2 separate regions of the Danio rerio genome follow, and region 1 is linked to region 2. Evidence: chromatin contacts called from public Hi-C data. All regions are on one chromosome and are shown on one strand. The core of a region is the stretch at or near the end of the contact, and the rest is flanking DNA. Distances in the headings are between cores, read along the strand shown. Region 1 overlaps LOC137489184 (a long non-coding RNA gene). Region 2 has its middle 17 kb from the start of perm1a.

The links. A called contact is a pair of places that touch in the nucleus more often than the background predicts.
Region 1: a contact with region 2 is called in a Hi-C map of an unstated tissue, with 5 times the contacts expected there. The contact joins two enhancer-like sites. A contact is called at or near these places in 2 of 18 Hi-C or Micro-C datasets (caudal fin and an unstated tissue) and 1 of 4 datasets of contacts at active chromatin or transcription factors (caudal fin).

Annotation. Positions count from the first base shown.
Region 1 is chr23:26,257,705-26,263,905 of GRCz12tu, reverse strand. The region is part of intron 5 of LOC137489184 (a long non-coding RNA gene); the gene reads left to right. Among named protein-coding and RNA genes, the nearest start is that of perm1a, 61 kb to the right of the region's middle. Within about 2 kb of position 2,210, at least 20 of the 62 cell types and tissues checked have an H3K27ac peak or open chromatin away from gene starts, as enhancers often do.
Region 2 is chr23:26,213,562-26,219,679 of GRCz12tu, reverse strand. No RefSeq gene overlaps it. Among named protein-coding and RNA genes, the nearest start is that of perm1a, 17 kb to the right of the region's middle. Within about 2 kb of position 4,194, at least 17 of the 62 cell types and tissues checked have an H3K27ac peak or open chromatin away from gene starts, as enhancers often do.

The sequences.
Region 1 (6,201 bases), core at 961-3,460, 46 kb before region 2:
TTCAATAAAGCCCTTAAATGTACAACCTGATCCTTTGCTAGCCCTCTTTGGTGTATCCCTTGGACCTGATTTGACAGTATGTGACAGCAAGGTTTTTGCCTTTACCACAATTTTATCCAGACGTGCCATACTTTTAAAGTAAAAACACCCAATTAATTAATTTGAATAATTTGTATTTTTCCCATCTGTATCCAGTTATTCTGATGTCATGTTCCTATGTATTTAATATTCTAAATTTGGTATTTATTTATTTATTTATTTATTTATTTATTTATTTATTTATTTATTTATTGTTTCGTTGAGTTAATGAATGAGAGGTTAAGGGATGGGATTAATAATGGACAATACGTTACTGTTTACCTCTCAATATTTAATTTGTATTGTCATAAAAAAGACCAATAAAAAAGATTGAAATAAAAAGGCCTGTTTGAACTACAGAGCATGATGATGAAGCATATTAATACATTACAAAAGAGATGCATTAATCCACAAGGTTTTTTTAAGGTAGCAGATAAAAGGACTCAAAATTTTGACAAATTTTTTTAGTTTTCTTTTCAAATAGTATCTAATCTGCTCCAAATGTAACATAGAGGAATTTCTTCCAAGCAACAGTTTACATGTAGGGGATTCCTTTTTTCAAAACAGTCGCAGTAGCATTTTGGCAGTATAACAATATGAGAGCAATTTCTTTTGTTTATTTGACACAAATGTGTTTGTTCAGAGAATTAAAAGCATTGGATCCGGTTGTAATTGCAACTTCAACACCTCTGAAAACTCTTCAAAAATTCCATTCCAATAATTCTGTATCTTAGAACAAAAAAATAAAACTGTGAGATAGATCCGCATCTGATGATTTATGTTTGTTGTTTATTAGTGTTGGTTGGTTTATTAATATCCTTTAAACCTGATTTATTCTGAAATTTCCACTCCCAATTCTTTCTCCCACACTTCTTTAAGACATTTTGTGGAGAGGGAAGTAACGGATTGTAGTTGTTCATGAATTATTAATAATGCTTTTTTACTACCTTTACACCAGTCAAGGCATTTGTCAATGATTGAAGGGTTGTACTATCCAATCAAGATGTATGGGCATGTAAGTAGTATCCTAATAAGTAAACATCTAAATTTAAATGTCTGTTTTAATTGATTAAATAAAGCTAGATTTCCATTAGCGAAAAGGTCCCCTAAAGTATGTGCACCCATTTCCTTCCATTGCGTAAAAGTCCCATATTGTTGATAAAATAAATGATGGATTCTTAGCAATAGTAATTAAAAGAGATATTGGCTTTATCCAAAAATGTTGTTTCATCTGTTTCCAGATGCAATGAATATTCCGGATTTAGATATTGCTGTTAAAAATTTCACCTTCTAAAAATCTCTTTATATTTTAATTTTAATACAATTTCTCCCTTTCACTGATAAATCTCTAATTCAGCTTAAATGCACTAAACTTTAGTTTTATTTATATTGATATTTAGATTTAGAATTTTCATACATTTCATTCATTTTGCATGATTTTATACAACAAACTGCTGTACAAAAAGTGCAAACAATTGTTTTTTTTTTTCCTGACGTTTTAAAAAAGATGCCTCAGTCACCTCTCATAAAACCTTTAACTAAAATATGTAGAAAAATATGCAAAATATCACATGCCTGTATGTAATTAAATGAAAAAAATGAAAATGACCTCACCGTGTACTCTCCCTGATTTGGTTTTAAACCTATATGAGTTTCTTTCTTCTATTGAACACAAAAGAAGAAATTTTGACCAATGCTGGTTGCTGTGACAAATTGGTAGGGAAAATATATTATGGAAGCGAATGGGTGCCAGCTACCAGCATTTTTCAAAACATCTTCATTGGTGTTCAAAAGAAGAAAGAAACTCATAGGTTTACGTTAATGGTGAATAAATGAAAACTGTCATTTAAATAATTTCTCATTTGCATATTTAGATGTTTAAAACAAGAAAAATTTTTTCAATTCTTATATATATATATATATATATATATATATATATATATATATATATATATATATATATATATATATATGTATGTATATATAAAATGTTTTTGCCCTATTTACCTCGGAGTCTATACGTGTGCGTCTTTAGACACCTGCCTTATTTCTGGGCAGCTCAGGTTACAGCGATGAGGCAAGATCTGGCCAATGGGCTGCTGTGAGAACGGGGAATGAAGGTGGTGGGAACTCTCCTCCTTCTTTCTCTTTCTGTCGCTCTCCTCCTCTGTCTGTGCTGTGACAGCAGCCGCTTTACACAGCCTTACCTGGGAAACTCACACAAGTTAAGGGAGGGGCCTGCAGACTCATGAATACAAAACAAAACCTTTTACTAACAGGTGAGTTACTGAAGTCAAGTGTGTTCAATTTACTCCGTTTTTTTTTTTTTTTTTTCTTCCCCTTATTTCATTCATTCATGGCATTGGGCTTTACATCAGCCTATCTTGGCACTATTCAGAATAGAAAGAAAAGAAAGAGAGAAACAAAATAGAGGCAAAGTGTGGGAACTTTTCCTCCTTCCTTTATTCCAATCTGAATAGTTTCATTGTTGTTAACCCTGTAGATGCCGGTTGGAGTGCACCTGTGGCATATGCACTGATAATATTGTGGCATTTTCAGCATTTCTCAAGTAGATTTATTTGTAAATAGCAGATTAAGTCAGGGTTCTTTCTTTCTTTCTTATAAAGTAATTTTTTAACTTATTATTTTTAGTTAGTTTGATGTAAGTTGAGATGATTGAATGATGATACTTTTATATAGTTTATTATGCTGATGTATATGAGTTTTTAAGTGTGGATGTAATATGCGTCTATATTACATTTAATAAAATATTATAATGTTTTACAATTATTAAATAATATAAATATGTTAAATATAGATTGTGTAATGTAATTGACTTTTAATTAATACTGTAAATATTGACAATATTGATTATATTATATTGAATTATTAAACAGATATCAAATATCTTAGACAGACAGACAGACAGACAGACAGACAGACAGACAGACAGACAGACAGACAGACAGATAGATAGATAGATAGATAGATAGATAGATAGATAGATAGATAGATAGATAGATAGATAGATAGATAGATAGATAGATAGATAGATAGATTGATAGATAGACTGATAGATAGACTGATAGATAGACTGATAGATAGACTGATAGATAGATAGATAGATAGATGTTCATCACAGTTAAAATGGTTAGAGCTTCATTCATGCTGTGCAAGAATATTGGTTTCACACAATCACTGCTGCAGATCCAATACTGCCACCCATAGGTGATGGAAGGTATTGTGATTAATTATTTAGACACCTTCAAAATTCCTCATAATATCATTTTCTTTGCTAGTTTAGAAAACGTTAATACAATATTACATGAACTTTGTCAAAAAAAAATATCTGGGTTATGTCAAATAAGCTTGATAGAAAGGTCAGTATGTGATAGATTACAATCAACTACAATACTTTGTTGTCCACCATTAGTTGTCAACCAGTTCATCAATATATGACTCGATGCAACAGACTTTTCAGTCCCTTTTGGTTTTTAGTAAAATTAGCCTATTTTTTTGTCGAATCAAATTAACTCTTCAAGTCATCTGAACTTACTTTAGTCAAACTGAGAAAAAAATTACATTAAACCTGATTAACCTATTAAAATAAATTAAAGTAGCATAAAAACAGTTCTCAAGAAGTTTTGTCATTTTTTACAGTGTAGCATCTTGTTTTTTTGTTATATACTGTCATATTTAACAAAAAACATTGTTTTGTAGGGGTTGCAATGTCTTACAACTAACTGTAATAGACAAAATAACAGAAATTGATTACAGTTTTGAATTACAGTGTAATTACTGCTTACATAGAAAATATTTAACTATTTACATAGAAGCCATATTTGTGCCTACACTGCATATTCACCTTTTCTAAATCCTAAATTCTAAATTCTTCTAGAAAAAATAGAGGAATTTTTCTCAGCCGGGTCCTGTAAAGTATATGATGGCCAACTTTACGCCCACATGACGCTTCTCTAGGCAAAGGACACTTTCCCCCCTAGACTTTACACCCTGTATTTGTTGCATTCTGAAGAATATACTTTTGCTTTACATATGCTTTACATCTACTTTTACATACAGTATGTTTATGGTTTTGTTGTATGCTACTGTAATATTTGGCCTAATAAATATTTTTTGTTTCTTCATGTCATTGGTGTTTACAGTGTACCTGTTACTCCTCTCACTATTTTAACTGTAGAACGTTATATTGAAGTGTAGATATAAGCCTATGAGAGAATGAAGAGCTTTAGATTTAGAACAACAGTGTTTGGATGGTATATCCAAACATTTTCTATTATGAAAGACGTGTTTGCCATTTGATGCAAATGCTTCATTCTGATATGTGTTTATGGCATTTTGAATGCAGTGTTACAATTTGAGGCATTTTGAGAATTGTGTGTACAGTTTTGAAAAAAGGTGACACTGTTTCATTCATTCATTTATTCATTTTCTTGTCGGCTTAGTCCCTTTATTAATCCGGGGTCGCCACAGCGGAATGAACCGCCAACTTATCCAGCAAGTTTTTACGCAGCGGATGCCCTTCCAGCAGCAACCCATCTCTGGTAAACATCCACATACACATTCACACACACACTCATACACTACGGACAATTTAGCCTACCCAATTCACATGTCTTTGGACTGTGGGGGAAACCGTTGCACTGGGAGGAAACCCACGCGAAGGCAGGGAGAACATGCAAACTCCACACAGAAACACCAACTGAGCCGAGGTTCGAACCAGCGACCCAGCGACTTTCTTGCTGTGAGGCGACAGCACTACCTAGGTGACACTGTTTTGAAAATGTATAAGCAGTTGGAAAAAACTGCAACAGACTCAGAACATGCAACAGAAACACTGATACCATATATCAAAAATAATAAAGGTACGTGTGAACTTGAAAAGCATTCATCACTATGCCTGAGTGTGTACCTTGTATTCCTAACTTTGTGGAGGCCAAATGTCCCAGTTAATATTTTGACTTTTTTGAGAAAAAGTGTTATGGGAAGTCCACATAAAGATATAATTTGTATGTGTGTGTGTGTGTGTGTGTGTGTGTGTGTGTGTGTGTGTGTGTGTGTGTGTGTATGCGCGCACTGGCATGGGTTGGGTATGAATGGTAAAGCCAAGTGTATATATTCATCACACCTCAGTGTGAAGATTGCTCCTCATGGCCTACATTTTACAACACTGCCTGTAAATGTGCTGAGGCTGGACCTTCTACTACTTTTAAACTGTCTGCACTGTTGTGGCCTTTGTTTGAGGGGCTTTAAAATCTTAAATTTCAGGTCTTAAAATTCAGACTTCCAGTAATTTTGTGAGCTCAATTCCATGTGAATAATTGTATTATTTTTATTTTTAAATTGTTAGCCTTTGCAAGCATTTTCTACTACAATCTTCATTGGTCTTATAGAGTAGTGAAGTGTGTTTTGCATTAATGCTGCAGGATCGACAGGAATGTGTGCGGTGTGTGTTGCAGACGATTGATTGAGAGCAGGAAAACAGGAGGTGAGGACAAAAATGCTGTTAAGAAACTCACTGAAACTCTGAAAGCATTTACATGCACAACAATACACTGATAACCATCAAATTGCAGCTCATTATGAAAAAACAGGGCACTGAAAGAAAAACGGATGAGATTTGAAATTACATCGCTTTCCTCCGGTTTTGGTATCAAACTGTAAACGAACATGCTTACTTAGGCAAAGTGTTTACATGCAAAGCAGAACTACTGTATATAACAATATATAACAATAGCAAAGACTAATAAATAAATGAATACATCTATTTATTTATTTATAACTATTGTTTTCGGCTTAGTCCCTTTATTAATGTATTCGCTAACTTGTCCAGCATATTTTTACGCAGTAGATGCCCTTCAAGCTGCAACCCATCACTGGGAAGCACCCATACACTCACATTCACCCACATTACGGTGAATTTATGCACAGTTTACCCAATTCACCTATAGCGCATGTCTTTGGACTTGTGGGAGAAACCAGAGCAATTCAAGCAAACATGAAGAGAACATGCAAACTCTAACTGAGAGTCACTCTACCCACTGTGCCACTGTGCAGTCCCAAACTACTGAGTCATATTGTGAGTCACAATTATGTGAACTTAAG
Region 2 (6,118 bases), core at 2,945-5,444:
TAATACATTGACTTTTCCTCTGAAGTCAGCGTAGAAAATGCCACAAATCTGGCCCTGCAAGCGCACACTTTGCCAATCTTGAAATACTTCTTTGTGTTTGTACACCGACCAATATCTTTCATCAGCCCTATTCAACACTTACAGAGGTCATTGTTTCTCTGTGCGGAGCTGATTGCGCTGTGAGGAGTAATAGCTGCAGACCTGAGGGGTCAAAGGGCAACTCTCAGTCCATTCAGAGCGTGGTTAAATGAATGAGTAGTGACAGCCGTGCTCTTGTTATCAGCCTTGATGAGTGACGGGGTGAGTGAAGAGGGCTGCGTGTCCAGTGTTGGATTGTATTGGTCTGCAGGCATGCGGGATGTCAGAGCTAGAGTCAGTCAGTGCCTGGTCCCGCCGGTTCTCATTGTTTTTTTGGGTGCTGATAACCCGGGCGACCTCAGGGAAGCAGGTTGATCCATCAGTCTGTGTGTGGTAGAGGGTCTGTCAGACCTTTGTCATCAGATCACTCATTAACAAACACTTCCAGCAGCGGAGAATAGATCTGTGGTCAGTCTTGGTATGTTTAACTCAGAGCAAACAACACACACAGGCCGTGCAGGAGCTAGAGAGGATGCAGTGCGTCTGTTTGGGGGATTTTAATCATGTTGCTTTGCCAACTCCTGCTGGGTTTGCCGAGGATTAATAGATTTAAAATATGTTTTTCTTAGATACAGAAGTCTTCATAGTTAGATACATTATATAGTGGTGAATGGGAATCAATTGCTAAATTAGCTTTTTTTGTATTTCAATTTTATCCAATAACAAGAATGGCGGCTTATGGCACTGTGGCAACCCCTGATAAATAATGGTTTAAGCCAATAGAAAATTAATTAATTAATTAATAACAAGGATTATTATCCAATAAAAGTTTGTCATCATTACCTCAGATGCTATAATAGAAACATTGTTAAAAGTTAAATATATACAGTTGAAGTCAGAATTATTAGCCCCCTGAATTGTCTGCTTTGTTTATTTTTCCCCCAATTTCTGTTTAACAGGGTGAAGATTTTTTTTTAACACATTTCTAAACATAATAGTTTTTTAAATTTTATCTTTTGACAGTAAACAATATTTGACTAGATATTTTTCAAGACACTTCTATGCAGCTTAAAGTGACATTTAAAGGCTTAACTTGGTTAATTAGGTTAACTAGGCAAGTTAGGGTAAATAGGCAAGTTATTGCATAACAATATTTTGAAGACTAAAAATCGAAAAACAAATATATAGCTTAAAGGGGCGAATGATTTTACCCATATAATGGGTAAAAAATAAAAAAACTGCTTTTATTCTAGCCGAAATAAAACAAATAGGACTTTTTTCAGAAGAAAAAATATTATCAGACATGCTGTGAAAATTTCCTTGCTCTGTTAAACATCATTTGGAAAAAAAATTTAAAAAGAAAAAAAAAATCAAAGGGGGGGGGGGGGTAATAATTCTGATTTTAACTGTAGTATAGAGGTAGTGATAACAAAAACAGTATATAAACAAATAATTAGTATTTGTAGACTACTTTTGGATTACTTTTAGATTACTATTGACCTAACTTGGCTATTTAGTTTACATTTTTATGTATGTTTAAATTTAAACCCACTTTCAACAGTTCACACTTACCTGATGATTGGTTATAAGCTAGTTTGGCATGCTGTCCAGGGAGAGAGCCCTGAGCTCATGAGATCCTCGAGCCAGGGGCTCCCTCCCATTTGCAGGGTTAGAGTGGAGTTTGAGCTCAGGTATATCCCACCCCACACCCCTTCTGCTGCTTAAGGGTTGCTATGAGTGTGTGGTGCTGGTGTAATTTGAATATGGTTCTGATTTGGTTTAGTCAATTAACTTATATCTCATGTTTTGGACTGTGGGAGGAAACCGGAGGACCCAGGAAAAACCCCTTATAGAGGAAAAAGAGGAGGAGAGGGGTGGAAGGGGGGATTTTTCAAGACGAAGATGGCAAAAGATAAGATGCTTTGATTATTTATACTGAGTTAGGAATTGTCTGATTGGTGGTTCGTACATTAGCTTGAATTGGGGCTGGCAATCATAAGCCCGTGATCCTCTTGAAATTAGTTTATAAATAAACTTCATCTAACTTCAGAGACATGAATCACAATTTTTTTTTCTCAACATTGTGTGATAAATACATAATATATAAATTATATGTTCCACAGTATTTACTATTATATTCCTAAATTTAGTTTAATACTAAAACTAAATACCAGCTCATACTAAACACAATTAAACTAATTGAAATCTAAAAGAAATATCTTTAAATCTGTATAAACTGCTAAGGTCAATATTATTAGCCCCCAAGCAATTTTTTTCCCTAATAAGATATGAATATACTATTTGAGTTGTTGATAACCAATGTTGAGGGGAACACATTACAAGTAACTCAAGTTACGTAATAATAGTACTTTTCTGAATAACGTGTAAAGTAACGCATTAGTTTTAAAAATGACGTAATAATGTTTGAGTTACTTTTTTAAAAATGTAATGTGAGTTACTATTTAGTTGAATTAATTTGCTTTTAAAAACTAAATTGCTGAATTAAAATGAACACAGTCATGTTGAAGCCCGCACACAATGAGAGAATGCATGCAAGAACAGACAGAAACGAAGATGACAGAGACTTACATATCTGCGATGGAAATATTCTCATTATTTTGAACACATGGAGGAAAAGGAAAATTTCTGAATGGACAGTGATTTCACTTTTTAATAAGACATAAAGTATGAAAGTAGCAAATCTATTGCTTTAAACTTTCATTAATCTGTATATACAGCATGAATAGTGTCAGGAAGTTCTTCGAAGACAACATTACCCCACATACATTTTTTATGTGTTTTTTTAAGGTAAACAATGTATATTATGTGTGTTTTTAATTGTAAAACTCCTCTATTTAAATAAAAAATAAGAAAAGAAAAAACCTAAAACCCTGCAAGTTTTGAGAGAGATCAAGACTCAGCCAGGTCAGAAAGCGTTACTCAAAATAGGACCACACGAAATCTGCACACACAGAAATCTGCAAATTTTTAGGCTATCATTGAGTATTTATTTAGTTGTGTAAATGTGTGTACATTTATATTTATTCAGTCTTTTAAATAGTTTCAGTAATATTGTTGACTATATGAAAGTGTTCGTTTGATTTATTTACAATACAGTATGTAAAGTCACATTCTCTGTCTTTAAGTAGATGTATAATATGAGAGACTTGCTTTGTTTACCAAATAAGTGGATCTAATAGAATTTGCATTGTGAGCTTTAAATAAAAGTTAAAACTGTATAGTTTCTTATTTGATAAATTAAGTTTCTAGTTATGATACTTCCAAAATAATGTTTCTACTAAATTCTTCGCAAAAAGTGTCACCAGATGACCCCTATGCTCAAAAGTAACGTAACACATTACTTACCATAAAAAGTAACTAAGTAAAGCAACTAGTTATTTTGGGGGGAGTAACTCAATATTGTAATGCATTACTTTCTAAAGTAACTTTCCCCAACACTGTTGATGACTGTGGAAAATCTGGAAATGTATCAACAGCCTGTAAAAACTCCTTTATTATAATAACTAAGTTTTCTCCTTTCATTAGGTGATTTTATTTTATCTCTAAATATTATCAAACTTCACCAAATTTTAATTGGAGTAAAACAAGAATACATTTTTAACCATAACTCAAGGGTTAAATCAATTAGAAAACCACGCTTAAGGAAGCAATTGCACAATAACACATATTCCAGTGTGTTGTTAACTGTACTAATTAGCACGATTCCTCACATCTTGTGACATATGGAGGCCACATGTCTGTCTGAAAAGCTGATAAGCTGATAGCAAGCTGATGGCAAGCTCAACTGATGTATGAGTTCAGTGGCTAACAGAAAGAAGAAGAAAAAACAGAGATGATAGTTCACTAAGCTCAATACTCTTATCCTACAAATATTTACGAACTTTATCCAAAAAGCATCATTTATAGTAAAAGCTCAGCCCTTTAACGGATAAGAGGGATTCTATTACACAGTCATACCAAATCTCTGCAACTGGATAGGACAATGGAGGTGTGTTATTAACCTAAAAATAACACTCATCCTATTCCTGCCTGGGTGACCTTTAATGCTTCAGAAGTGACTCATCATGAAGAGGAAGGCTGTGGTCTGAGACCCTTCCCTCAAGCCTCCCCCTCAGGCCTGGAAGAGGAGAACACAGCCTGTCCTCCGCTGACTGAGATCCTGCTCATGTGGACCTCAGCCAGACACACATGAGTCACACAACACTGATTGCATTCATCTCTTCTGTTTCAGATCTTAACGTAAAGACAGAGCTTTTGTGCAAATAATAAATAATAATATCAATTAAAATAGGATCGACACGGTGGTGCAGTAGGTAGCACAATCGCTTTACAGCAAGAAGATTGCTGGTTCGAGCCTCTGCTTGGTCAGTTGGCAGTTCTGTGTGTAGTTTGCGTGTTTTCCAAGTGTTCGCGTGGGTTTCCTCTAGGTGCTCCAGTTTCCCCCACAGTCCAAATACATGTGCTGTAGATTAATTGCTTTAGCTAAACTGGCCGTGTTATATGTGTGGGAGTCGGTGTGTATGGATGTTTCCCTGAGATGGGTTGCAGCTGGAAGGGCATCCGCTGCATAAAATGTGCTGGATAAGTTGGTGGTTCATATGGCTGAGGGAACCCCAATAAAGGGACTAAGCTGAAAATGAATTATTGAATGAATTAATAAATATAAACAGGTAAAAAAAGCTTATCTCAGACTAATACAGAATAATTTTGACATTTGTAGTACTGTGAGGTCAAAAAATATGAAACAAAAGCTGCATTTTTAGCTTAACTTCTGTCTCTGGAGTCACATGATCTTTCAGAAATCATACCAATATTATCATTTGCTGAGGAACATGCACGGCTGTTTTATTTTGATCAGGTTATTATTATTGTCATCAATACTGAAAACTATATTGTCTGCTTTATGTTGTGAAAATTATTTATAGGAAGATCAAACTGACAACATTTATTGGAAAAATATATTTTTTTAAATAATAAGAATACTGTAACGTTTATTTTTTTATTTTTCAAATATTATTATAATTGTATTCTTTGTATTTATTATTATTATTTTCCATTTTGCTGTATTTTTAACCATTCCTGTCAAAATTGTATTTTCAATATAAAAGTTTGTTAATTTATTAAGGTTCAATAAAAGGGAAAAAATTACAACCTTGATTGTCCTAAATGTTTTGTTAAAGCTTTAGAAAATAATCACAAATAAATGTTTTTTTTAAGAAATAACTGAAAAGAAAATAATAATAATGTACTTTTATATAGCACTTTTAAAACTTAGTTCTCAAAGTGCTTTACACAAAAAAGATACAGATATAAGAACTGCTTAGAGTAGCAGTACAATAGAAACATTCAAATTAGATAAAACATTAAAAATCTAGAAACAGATAATAAACTGGTAAAAGTGCATAGGCGAGTGTAAAGTTTTGTGTTTTCAATGATGATTTAAACAATCTAAAAGATTCAGCGTGTCTAATGTCATAGGGGAGAGAGTTGCAGAGCCTCGGAGCCAAGGAAAAGAAAAGGTATAGAGTGCAGACGAGTAGAGGGGACTGTTAAAAGACCAGAGTTGGAGGAACAGAGTTTACATTTTGTGTTTACTGACTTTAAGTCGATTTCAATAAATTTAAGGTGTCGTTTAGGGTTTAAACGATTTACTTAAAGGTTTTTAATTGTAATATACAGTGCATTCTGCAATAAATAAATCAATAATTAAATAAAGTAGCATAGCTGTTTTGAATATTAATGATAATAATAAAATGTAATAATAATTCAAAAAGCACTAAATGAGCATTTTAATAATTTCTGAAAGGTCAGCGAAGACTAGATGCTTTCTATTTGAATAATTGTGATTAGATTTTAAATAATAAAAAGTTATTATATTTCTTTCTTTTTTATTTACATTATTTCATTCAATATTTTATTGCAGCCTTGCTGAGCAGAAGGGACTTCTTTTCAAAACAGTAGTGTCCATAAAAGGAACTTCATGTGATTTAGGACTTCTGACAAGTGATAAAAAAAAAAA